Linked DNA regions of Hordeum vulgare: region 1 is linked to region 2. A link is a contact called in public Hi-C data. All regions are on one chromosome and are shown on one strand. The core of a region is the stretch at or near the end of the contact, and the rest is flanking DNA. Distances in the headings are between cores, read along the strand shown.

Evidence for each region. Hi-C and Micro-C count contacts between places; a contact is called where the count stands out from the background.
Region 1: a Hi-C map of seedling shows a contact between it and region 2, with 6 times the contacts expected there. The contact joins the promoter of LOC123443111 here to the promoter of LOC123443110 in region 2. A contact is called at or near these places in 4 of 6 Hi-C or Micro-C datasets (leaf and seedling).

Annotation. Positions count from the first base shown.
Region 1 is chr3H:95,080,716-95,086,888 of MorexV3_pseudomolecules_assembly, forward strand. LOC123443111 (beta-glucuronosyltransferase GlcAT14B-like) reads right to left here and starts at 1,268. Exons shown (of 3, transcript XM_045119372.1): 1 at 1-1,268. The coding sequence starts at 692.
Region 2 is chr3H:94,786,514-94,793,114 of MorexV3_pseudomolecules_assembly, forward strand. It overlaps LOC123443110 (60S ribosomal protein L26-1-like), which reads right to left and starts at 2,233. Exons shown (of 1, transcript XM_045119370.1): 1 at 1,488-2,233. The coding sequence starts at 2,153. The coding sequence ends at 1,680.

The sequences.
Region 1 (6,173 bases), core at 18-2,517, 290 kb after region 2:
ATGGTCGGCCCGCGGTAGGTCACCATGTTGGCGCGCCGGATCACCTCCACGTTGCCGACGCGGCGGAACACGGTGCTGTTGGCCACCCGCGCCGCCAGCTCCAGCCGCTCGCCCACGGGCGCCTCGCGGTCCAGGTGCACCACGTAGAGGTTGCGCGGGTGGTAGAGCGCGTGCAGCGCGCGCCACAGCCGGTCCAGGTCGCCCTTGGACCCGGAGATGAGGTAGGCCAGACGCGGCACGCCGGCGCCGAGCGGAGGCGGCGGCGGGGTCGCCGGGGCCTGCGGCTGCTGCTGCTGCTGCTGGACTTTCGGCTCGACGTAGTCGGCCCGGCCGGCCGGGAGGAAGGAGAAGAAGGAGGCCGAGACGGGAGACAGCGACGACGACGACGACGACGTTACGGTGAGCGTGACCGCAAGGAACAGGAACACGGTGAGCGCGGCCGAGATTGCCCACCTGCTCTCGAGCAGCGACGCCACGGCGCCGCTCGGCAGCAGGGACGACACGCCGCCGCAGATGCCGGCGCGCGGGGACTTGCTCGACGACGAGTAGTGCTCGCCTCCGCCACCACCTCCGGCGCGCGGAGACTTGGCCGCTGAGGAGTATTGCTCGCCACCTCCACCTCCAGCAGCGCCGCGAGGGGACGTCTTGGCCGACGAGGGCGAGTGGTGCTCACCGCGGCCGTTGGCCCCCATGCAGCCCCGATCGGCCGCGCGCGCGCTATGAATCGCAACTGCCAATTATCTGGACGTGGTATCGTGCGAACCGCTACCGAGCCCGCACGGACTCGCGCGCGCGCTACGTATGTAGGATACGAGAGGTGCAAAGAAAAAATCCTTGTTGCGATCGACAAGGAATCCGGTCGGGTGGACCAATGTCAAGTGGTGAGGGGAATCCGGTCGCGAGGTTAGGTTAGGTTAGGTTAGATTAGGGTAAATCCCAACCCCTTTGATCCGATCAACGATGGGAGCTTGAAAACGAGTGGAATTGAAGGCGATGGTGATGCAACTGAGCAGACGACCTAGGATCCCAGCTATTGACCAGTTGTTGGAACACTCGATCGATCAATAAATCAACCAATCGATCGACGACGACAGCACCTTCGTCACAGAGGACGACGAAGAAAATCGACCAGCCAAGAAGAGGAAGATCGATCTAGTCGAGCAGAGAGAGAGAGAGAAAGTAAGGGAGAGTAGATCGATGGTGGTGGTGGAGGAGGAGAGATGGCAGGTATTGCGGGGGGAGCGGTTACTATTAATTGATGCCGGAGATGAGGAGGATCATGAGACGATATATAGTGCGCGGGAGAGACTAGTTAGACAAAGATTAACATATTGGGACGGAGTGGCGCGCGGCGGCCCGGCAAGTGGCGGGGCTGCCCCGGCTAACACGGCCGTTACCCCGAAATACCATCCACCGCTCCGTACCGTACGCGCCCTCCTCTCCTTCTCCGTACGCAATGCACCTTCCCACGCTCCACGCACGCAAATGCGCTCTCTCTCTCTCTCTCTCTCTCTGCTTTCTGTCGCATCACACACGAATTCTCTTTATTTTCCCCTCTCTAGTTGTTTTTTACTACTCCTAAAATAAATGTCTTAACTTCGTATTAACTCTAGTATAAAATTATACTAAATATAATACATTTATTTTGGAACAAAGAAAGTATATCATAATGAAAGTCTGATGTCAGATTGTTGGAGATTCTGAGCGGACACATCATCGGCCGTCCGATCCATCACGGAGATCTTATGCTTGCTGAGTTACCACGTGAGAAAAAAAATACGTTCGCTTCCTGACTGTCCATGAGCGAACGCCCGCTTTCCTCTCCTTTTTTTTCTCATCTGTGAGAAGTGAAGTTCAACAGAGGAGGAGGACAAGGAGCGGCGTGGTCTTCTCGACAGCGCGGGCGGCACTCGAGACAACCGTGAAGAGGAGGAGGCCCGAGGGGACTGGATGGTCGAGGAGGAGGCCGTGGCGAAGGAGGTAGGACAGGGGTATATCGGCCAGAGGAAAGGGGAATGAGAGATTTTTTAAAAGAAAAGAAAAGAAAACTTAAAATCTCTTAGCACAGCACAAGGAAACAAAACTAAATAGATGCAAAGCTGAGAGAGAACTATAATTGAAAGAAAAATATGCGCACTACTGTGATATGTTCATCATGTCAAGACTTCGAAGGATGACCAAGCAACACCGTATGTAAAGCATACAGACAAAGAAAAAAATCATCTTAAGTACAACTCATTGGAACACAAAGAGAGACATGTGGAAGTACCGAAACTATCGCACACGAGCACATGATAGAACGAGGAAAAATAACTGGAAGTAATGTTTGAAGCATAAAATTGACCAGTGGTGCACGATTACAACGGGTGATTTGATAGAAAAGTTCACTTTCCCGCAACTCTAGTGAAAGAGACTTATGATTGAACACAACAACTAACCTCTCTCCATACTATTCTACTCGACCTGAAGTTCCTCTAATTTTAGTTGATTTCCCTCATGATAGATTCTTATCGGCAATCTTGAAACCTTCAATAGACTTTGTCTTTGGTCACCATAATTACTCTTAGTCACTCAGACAGACACCTAACATTAGAGAGTTAGCAACTCTCAATAGTGATAGGAAGAATAGCTCTCAACTCAGATATATGTAATCCTCAGCCAATATCTAAGTTTATGCTCTTGGGTTTTCTCTTAGAAGGATTTACTCAAATCTTTCGAAGAAGGGTGCTTAATCAATCTTCTCATAAACTCAAGCGAAGCAGCCCGTCATAACGGTTGGTGCGGAGTGGTTATTTATACCTAGAGCGATCCCAAGAGGGAAATGATCAATAAGGGCATGCGGCCCAACCAATGACCAACCGACACGTTTCCAACAATTGGATTTCAAACTCACGCGGTAACTTTACTTGAGGAACAAGCAAAGTTGACTCCTCTACCACAACATTTCTCTCGTGGCCCAGAAGAACTTTTTCTCTAGCTGGCGAGTAAATAACTCTTCGCACGAAGAGATTTGTCTACAGATACTTGGGATAAGTTTCGGTTAAGCATCACAATAACAAAAGTCTCGAAATACTTGGACCCAGCATAATAGTATGGTGGTCCTATGACTCAAATGAAGGAAGTGAAACTACAAAAGAGAACTACGTCTTCACTTCGTCTTCATTCTTCTTCACTATAGTCAATTCTCTTGGAGCGCACTCCATAGAAATTGCTTCACTCCAGCAACATTTTTAAGGGTTGACTCCAACAAGCAATCTTACCTTTTGTGCAGATAATTCTAACGAAAGTTTATAGCAAACTTCTGTGAGATTATAGCAATCTTCTCAAAACTCCAGGGTCTATATTTCTCTTTGTGCACTAACACATTAGTCCCTCATTGTTTCTAACCAACAATCTACAAAACCTTTAGGGGACACTAGATTGCACCATAGGAGGAAGGTGTGCCTGCGAAGCACGATTTAGCAGGGAGATGATGTTGTCTCCAAGTCTAACATTCGTGTTTTGCAGGAGAGCACGCGGGGACACGCGGTCTCGACGTGTTGGACCTCCGAGCAGCCAAGCGGTCGCTAGTGGGGTTTGAGCACCGCAGCCAATTGGTGCTTCAAATTCCCACACCAGTGGCGCGAGGTCGTGAGCTTCTGCTCCTGGAACAACGGGGATGGGGTTCCCTGGCATGGCTCCACCTCCTTATGGTGGAGGTGGACACCGACGGGGTCGGAGTGGCCAACCCGGGTGGCAAGCTCGTGCCACGATGTCGTCGATACCAACAGATCAACGTTATGGTGGCCAGTGGCGGGTTCATCAAGGCATCGTGGTGACCAATCGCTAGAGTTGCTCATCTTCCTCGTTATCGTCTCTGATCCCGAGATTCAATTCACCGTTCTCCACCATTTATCTCTAACTCGTCTCTCTCGATGGCTCACTAAGCTCGGATTCGAGCTCCTTGGTGAGCCACCCTGCTTTCCACCTCTTTCCCCCTTTAGTTCATCGCACAAACACTTATTTTTTGATGCGATACTGACCTCATGGCCTAATACATCTCCAACGTATCTATAACTTTTGATTGCTCCATGTTGTTATATTATCATCTTAGGATACCTTTTGGGTCATAATGCACCCATTTATATTGTTTTTGAGCACTCACCTATTAACCTAGTGCTCGGTGCCACTTGTTGTTTTCTACGTGTTTTTTGTTTTTCACGGTTTCAGTACCAAACGAAGTCCAATGGCCACGAAATTTTTTGGTGATTTTTATGGACCAAAAGAAGACCTGGAAGCTTCGGGAGGAGACCTCGAGCTGCATGAGGAGCCCACAAGGCAACATGGCACACCAGGGGGGTCGACGCACCCTGATGCCTTGTCGAATCCCTGTGTCCCATCTTGCCTCGTTCTCAGGCCTATAAATTCTTTAATATTCCAAAAACCCTAGAGGCATCCACTAAAAAGTCTCTGTAAAATGGTGATCCCATCCGTAGCTCCATTTTGACACTCTGCCGGAGGGGAGATCGATCACGGAGGGCCTCTTCATCAACCTTGGTGCACTCGTGATGATGTGTGGGTAGTTTATCTTAGACCAACGGGTTCGTAGCTAGTACCTAGATGGGAATATCTCTCTATTGATCTTCAATACAATGATAATAGCATCTTCGCTTTGATCTATCCGATGTAATTATTTTGTATGGTGGGTTTGTTGGGATCCGATGAATTGTGAGTTTATGTTCATATTATTCATGAAAAGTATTTGAGTATTCTTTGAATTATTATTGCTCTTAGTTGCATGATCATGATAGCGTCATAAATCTATCTGATCTATTGAATTGCTTTGGCCAAGTAGTTTGATCTTTCTTCAGGGGTAGATGTGCATTGTAGTGGGTTCAACCTGACGAATTTCTATATCCCAGTGACAGGAGGAGACAATATGTGTCTTTATGTTTCTACCATTAAGGATAAAACGATGGGGTTTATTCATATTGATTGAGTTTACTTTGTCTATATCATGTCATCGTTCCCCAAGCATTACTCTGTTTTACTTAATACTCTAGATGCATGAAGGATAGCGGTCGATGGGTGGAGTAATACTAGTAGGTGCAGGTAGGAGTCAACCTATTTGCTTATGGGCGTGATGCCTATATACACATGATCATTGCCATAAAAATCACATAACTATCCAGTGTTCTACCAATTTCCAAACATTAATTTGTTTACCCACCATATGTTGCTTTCATGAGACATGCCACTAGAGAACACTACGGCCCCCGGGTCTATTCACTTATATATTCAAAAAACATATATTTTCCTCGCTTCCTTCTTTTATATTTTATTTTAGTTACTATTCTAAACAACTATCTACACAACTCACTTGCTTGCAAATAACAAGAACAAGGGGATTGACAACTCTCTTGCCCGCGTTCAGTGCAAGTTGTTTGCTCTTTCGTTTGCAGCCGCTGAAGACGGTTGAGGATTGATATTCCTATTGGTTTTATAAAACTTTGTTTCTTAATCGAGGGAAATACTTACCCGCATTGTGATCCAATAACTCGTTCCTCTTCATGGAAAACCCAATGCATATCACAAGCATCGTTAAGGATTTCTGGTGCCGTTGTCGGGGAATATCATCACCAACTATCAAGTAACTTCACACAAATTATCATTCACTTGTTCTCCTTTTTATTTTTTGTTATATCTTGCTTGTTTAAAAAAATAAAAAATACAAAATTATTTACCTTTGCTTGCTTAGCTTGTCACTAGTTTGCATCTTTGCTCTCTAATTTGCTTGAAAGTTGCTATCAAATATGAGTTTGAAATTAGTGATATATCCGCCTCTAGCGCACAAGCCCTTGATTTCCTAACTTCACTTTGTGATGAGAATTCTAAAATAAATTTTGGTTAAGTTGCTAATGAAAAACTTGATAATCTTGCGGATGATGATCCTCCTAAGGTAGAACCTATTATGCAAACTAAGAAACTCTGCATAGGTAGTGGTAATATTATTGGGAAGAGTGTGATTCAAGATTTTTTTCACTTGTGCGGTATCATTACCAGGTTCTATTATTGCTAGAACTACAAGTTGTGCAGATGTTATATCTTTGCTTATTGTACAACTGGAAATACAATTTGCGCACATGCATCCTTTCATCCAATGGTTGTTTCAAGAATTCTCTAATATCCATGAA
Region 2 (6,601 bases), core at 983-3,482:
ACTTTAAATCAGACTTCTATTCACCCACAAAAATAAAATAAAAAATCAGACTTTTATTTCCCTGCTTGAAAGAAGGAAGGGGTTATAAAACCAAACTTTTATTTTCCTGCCATATTTGTGAGTATACTCACAAGTCTTATTCATGGGTTTGCATAGACTAACAAATAAAAGCACTGGCATTGCCTGTCGGACCCATGAATGCAAATCAGAGAAAGACTAATTGGAGTAGTATAACCCAATATGGCAGGTCGTTAATGATTTCCCGACCCTACGAAGAGGCCTAGGAAGAGGATAAGTTGGTTATGCTCAATCTAAGTTGGACGGAACAGATTGGAGCAGAGAGGTTCAGGTCGACCGCTCATCTGCTGCTAATACGAACTTACAAAACATAACAGTAAAGTTCAAAAAACTCTTTGCTTTGGATTAGTTATGACAGTCAGTGAATGGGTTCACAGCAGATTGAAGAGGGGTTACAAAACATAGCAGAAAAGTTCAAAAAACTCTTTGCTCTGGATTAGTTATGACAGACAGGGAACGGTCGCAGCAGATTGAAGAGGGGCTACAAAACAGCAGAGAAGTTCGAAAAACTCTTTGCTTTGGATTAGTTATGACAGTCAGGGAATGGGTTTGCAGCAGATTGATGAGGGCAAGGCATAAAGACCCAAAGGCTTTGGCGATTGGCCATACGAAACTGACCTACAAACAAAATGTCCAATATCATAATGAACCAATTTCATCCAAAGATGTCCAGCAAAAATCATCATCATTTTGAAGATCAAGAACACACCCAGGCAGAAGTCACATTTTATCACACTAACCATTACATCTTCAGGCACACTAACTACTCAAGAATTCGGCAAAAACAGCATGAAGGGATGTTTCTGCTGTGATGTTAAGCAGAGAGTTTGGACTGATGGAGAAGACTGAACAAAAAAAACTTTGCTTCTGTGCGTAGAATGATACTGAGTAAGATTTCAACAGAATCACAGAGAAACAAACAGCAGACAGTCACCCCAACAAACACAAGGCAATAACTAACCATCCGATAAGCAAACGATCAGGTGATGAGTCTGAAATTCCAGCTATACCAAAGGCTGTTGGATGGTGTAGAGCAGGAAATGTCATGGAACGATGAGACAAAGGGTTACTGACTGCTACTGGAAAGAAAGACTGGATCACAACTGCCTACGGAAACAGGTTGAATTTATCATTTACCTCAAAGTTATTCCTCTATGGCTGACCAAAAACTACTCTATGGCTGACCAAAAACGCTTTAAACGCTCTTATATTAGTTTACCAAGGGAGTACCTCATACCATTTAGTATGATCTAGCAAGTCGATAAAACATTACAAGTACAGGGTCTGACATGTGCCACACACACTGTATAACCTTGTAGCTAACGGATGATGAGCAATATCTCTAGTGCACGAAGATATACAAAATAACAACTTTAATAAGATCTACACGGCAGACAATGAACGAGATATTTAAACATGTAATGAAGTCTTCATATCAAAATCCAGGGCACAGGCACATGATAGATGCACATTAAAGGTTCCAAAACGCTCATCCACGGACATCTTACGAATAATAAAGCAGCAGTTTTCAGATAGCATATCCTAACAGAACAGGTGATTGGTAAAAAACTAGGATAGCAAGAGCAGTATGGCAACCGAGCTTAATCAATCTCCTGGAGCGAGGCGCCGGTGGCCGTGGCGCCACCAGCTGCGGCGGCGACGTCCTCGGCGGTGAACTTGCCCTTGGCCTTGTCAGCAGCGCGGCCACGAGCCTTGCGGTCGAGGAGGGCCTTGCGGTCCTTGTCCAGCTTGAGCTTGGTGACGATCACCTTGCTGGGGTGGATGCCGACGTTGACCGTGGATCCATTCACCTTCTCCCTGGTGATCCGCTCCACGTGGATGACCCAGCGGCGGCGGTAGACCTGCACCACCTTTCCCTCGCGGCCCTTGTAGGTGCCGCGCACGACCTGCACCTCGTCGTCCTTGCGGATCGGGATGGAGCGGACGTTGTACTTGTGGCGCAGCTCGGAGGAGAGGGCGGCGGACATGAGCACGCGGCGGACGGAGGACGGCGCCGTGAAGTGCGCCTTGCGGCACTTCCGGCGGGAGCTCGTGACGCGGGGGTTGCGCTTCATGGCGGCGGCGGGGGGGTGGGCGCTCTCCCTTACCTGGGGGGCGGCGGCGGGGGCTAGGGTTCTGGTGCGGGAGGGAGTGTGTGGAGGCGGCGGGATGTTGCGGTGGGAGGGCAATATATAGGTGGGATGGTACTAGGGTTTTATCTGCGCTCCGTCGCGTGGGCTCGGCGAGGCGTTCGATGGGGAGTGGACGGCGCGGATATGTTCGGCGGAATGGGTTGTTGGGCTAGCTGGGCCGTTGTTACTTGTTTCTTTGGACTAATTTGAGTACATGTTTGGGCTTATAAAACAAGAAGGTCCGACCGAATGCTGATCTGCTGGCCCGTGTAAACTGAAAGCCTAGCCGGCTGCCTCCAGCGATCACGATGCACGTAGGAAAACCGTGAGGCCTTGTTCGGTTCAACCTCCTCCCGACGAGTTTGAAGATCGGAGGGGAATTTGGTTTATACTTCCTCTGTTCCAAAATATAAGACATTTTAGAGATTTTACTGAGGGACTACATACGGAATAAAATGAGTGGATTTATACTTTAAAATATGTCTATGTACATCCGTATGTAGCTCATAGTGCAATCTCTAAAATGTCTTATACTCCGTCCGTTTCAAAATATAAGACCTTTTAGGTATTTCACTAAAAGACTACATACGAAGCAAAATAAGTGAATTTATATTCTAAAATATGTCTATGTACATTCGTATGTAGTTTGTAATACAATCTCTAAAATGTCTTATATTTAGGAACGGAGGGAGTATTTATGAACGGATGGAGTATTTACTAGTATAAATACCCGTGCGTTGCACCGGGTAAAAAAAAACACAACATGCTTCATGTGTCATTATGCATTATTTTTTATATCCTCACGTTCACTCTGCGGAGCCTCCAATTCAACTCTAACTTGAAGTTCAGTTCCAAGTTCACTCTGGAGAGCGTCCATTTCACCTCTAACTTTAAGCTCAGTTTCAGGTTGACTTTGCGGAGCCTCCTTTTCACCTATAACTTCAGAACAATCACTGTTTTCAGCCACTGGTTCAATCAGGCATGCATCCACACGCACAACGCCCGCATCCGTGTCCTCCTCCACGTCGCTGAGCTGGGACTGCGTGTGCGCCGGTTCCTCAACAGGCTGTGATGGATGAACATCCACCATGGGCAGTTGGTGGCTGGCATTTATTTCAACAACATGTGCATCATTCAGGCCAGCAACAACAACAGCTTCATTGTCCTGACCATTGTCCTCTGTTTCCATCTCTTCATATTCATAGGTGACACCACCATCATCTTCATCATGTTCATCTAATTCCACCACCTCTCCATATTCATACTCTGCATCTTCATCTTCAGGCCTTGCACCATCATGCTCTGGTTCTACCGCATCTTCGTCTTCATGGCTGGCGCCGTTCTCCACCATTACCACCTCGGAGTGAAGAATCTTCGGATCCCTCGGCAATTTATCAACATCACCGCGATCCACTTAACTGTCACGCCCGACAGCAGTTCTAGACTTTGCTGGCACCTTGTTCTGATCTAGATCGCCACTGCGTGCGTGATTGAAATCACCACCCCATGGTCGCCAGTCTGAATCCCTTCGGTTGCCACTGTAAGAGTTCCCGGGTCTTGTTCTGCTCCGGCTCCTGCTCCTGCTCCTGCTCCGACTCCGGCTCCTGCTCCTGCTCCGACTCCGGCTCCTCCGTCTCCGGTCCAGTCTGCGGTCAACAGAGGGCCGACGGTCATCGCTGGGAATTTCTTGAAATGCGCGAACATTATTTGAATTATGATGAAAATGGCAAAGTATGTTTTGTTAATTAATGATGACATATGCATAAGAACATTATTTTTATCTTGCTGATATATGTGTTTGCATTTGTAATCTAAGTGAAGTCTTAATTTGGTTGCAAACATATTAGACAGCTCCATCGAAAACAATCAACTTGTAGGTACATGCATACCAGATGTTTCAGGTTGCATATCAATATCGATATTCTTAAAAATATAATTAGCAAAACAGTTTTTATATATGAAAAATCAAAGCTCAGCCATTTGTCTACGTAAAGCTTGTATAAACAACATTGTATATTTTTGTATACATTAGAAACTTTTTTTGCGTGTGACATCACAAACATTATTGAGTTTTGATGTCTAATTTCTTTAATACGCATTTTACATATTTTGTATGCATCATGAATATTTTTTATATACATGTTTTACATTATTCAAATACACGATTAACATTTTTGAGAAGTTCTATTTTTATGTCTACTTTGTTCCATACACATTATATATATTTTTATATGTTTTCTGATACACCAGAAACATTTTTCTATGCACATTTAAACTTTTTTAAATACACAATCAATATTTTTCAAAATAAAAGAAAAATATATTATTTATTGTCCATATGGACTGTATATTTTTTTTATATATGGGAACTTATTTGTCTACAAATTTGACATTTATTTAATCCATAATTAACATGTGTGTAAAATTTGTCGAAATAAAGACAAAAGAGAAAAAAATAAAAAAAGAAGAACAAAAACGGTTGTAGTCCATAATGAGGATCAAACCTTGGTCTCGTGGGTGGGACGAGGCGCACCCAACCAGTTGGGCTAGCCTGTTCTTGTGATAAAATACGGAACCGCGGCCTTTAGAATCGGAAAGGAAGAGTCGAATCGAAGTCAAAATATTGAATCGTTTTTGTCACTTACGGGTGGCATTGGTGGGTAATTTTGACGAACTTTAGAGGCAAATTTAATGACATACCACAAAAGCAATATGTACTTTATTAATAGGTAAAGATAGGGTATTTATTTAATCCCTCATAATTTGTGTCAATCCCCGTTAAAAACCCTCGAATCGAACAGGCCCTGAGGGTTCGCATTTCCTTGGGAGGAAATGCCCTTTCCTTCCTGGATGCATATACACCTCGTATGGTATATCATTATTATTATTTTGACTTGATATGGGATATAGTTTTTACTAAAATTAAAAGAAAGTTAAAAAAGTTTAGGAATTTTTTTAAAATAAACTTTACTTTCTTTTGCATTGCTATGTACAAGTTTATGAATAAAACCCCATTTTTGACTTCAGGGAGGAAAATCGCAATTCACACTATTTTCGTTGAAAGAAAAATCGTAAAGAAGTCAACGGAGTTTTCTTCCTTTTGTGAAATTTCTTTTACAAGTAAAATGAAAGGTCAAGTTTATTTAAAAAAATACTTTTAACCTTTTATTTAATTATATTTTTAATCTTCATATAGAGTGTATATACACCCATAAGCCAAGGGTTCGTGTCCGCATTTCCTCTCTAATCACCCTTCTTCCGTTTAGCTCTTCATTTAGCTCCTATTTTCACATATTGTAATTAGTGACACCTTTTTTCGTATGGGAAGGGTCACTAGTTTCATTCAACCTAGATCGCCACCATCGAGTACATACAAGTTTACAGTTTCATTGGGGCTTCGTCTCTGCCATACCATTGTTTTCATACACACATGTGTCATTCTCGCTAGCTCATTACTCACTTGGATTCTCTCACGTCTCATGCATCTAGCCTCACAAACCCTCACACACTATTTTATCTCGTTCACTATGTTATCACTAGAGGATCGGTTAACACGAGCATGCATGATTATGGCAACAACTTTCGATCTATCATTCGCCAAGATACAAGGCCGTGTACTCCACTCCAACGCAAGGCCAATGCCTTCTTTGCAGACTTCCAATTCAATAGTTAGGGCATTGCCACATTGAAGAGATGGTGGCACAAGGAGAATATTTTATGGTCTCACATGTATAGCTCTCAATCTAGAGTAGAAATGGTGGATTCAAATTTCACACTGGCGAATTACAGACGAGCTTCATTACAAAATTGTGGAAAGGAGGTATGAGGAGGAGGGTTGATGATGGAGTTAATTCTAACAAAGCTCGGGTAGTGATATGGGGTTGCCCGATCTTCACGAAAGAGCTGCTCAATGATGTAAATCAACACCACCTGGAGGGTACGAAGGAAACCCTCGATCCTCGCCAAAAATGTGTGCGAGCGAAGCAAGAGCAAAACCATCTTCATCCCCTGCCATCAACCCTAGTCGCTACCATTTCCATCTCCATAGCCGCCATCACCATCATAGTTCATCTTCCTCTAGTTCATACTTGTATTTGTTTGTCCCACAAGGCAAACATTGTAAGACATATTATCAATCTGTTCATCTTCAAGATGTGTTCTTCAATGTTTTCTTCATGTGGTTTGGTATTCATGTGTGAGTAGTTCGGTAGGGGATGGGTTGAGGCATAGGCCTTTCAACCCTCTGTATTTGTTATGGGGATCAATGGAAGAGCTTTGACTTAATGTCCCGTATGTGCGAAATAAAAAAAATCAAGATGTCTTTTGTTTTTGTGTGCGTTCTTCATCCATGCCACGATCATGGAGAGCGAGTCAACGAAAGGCTAAGGGCA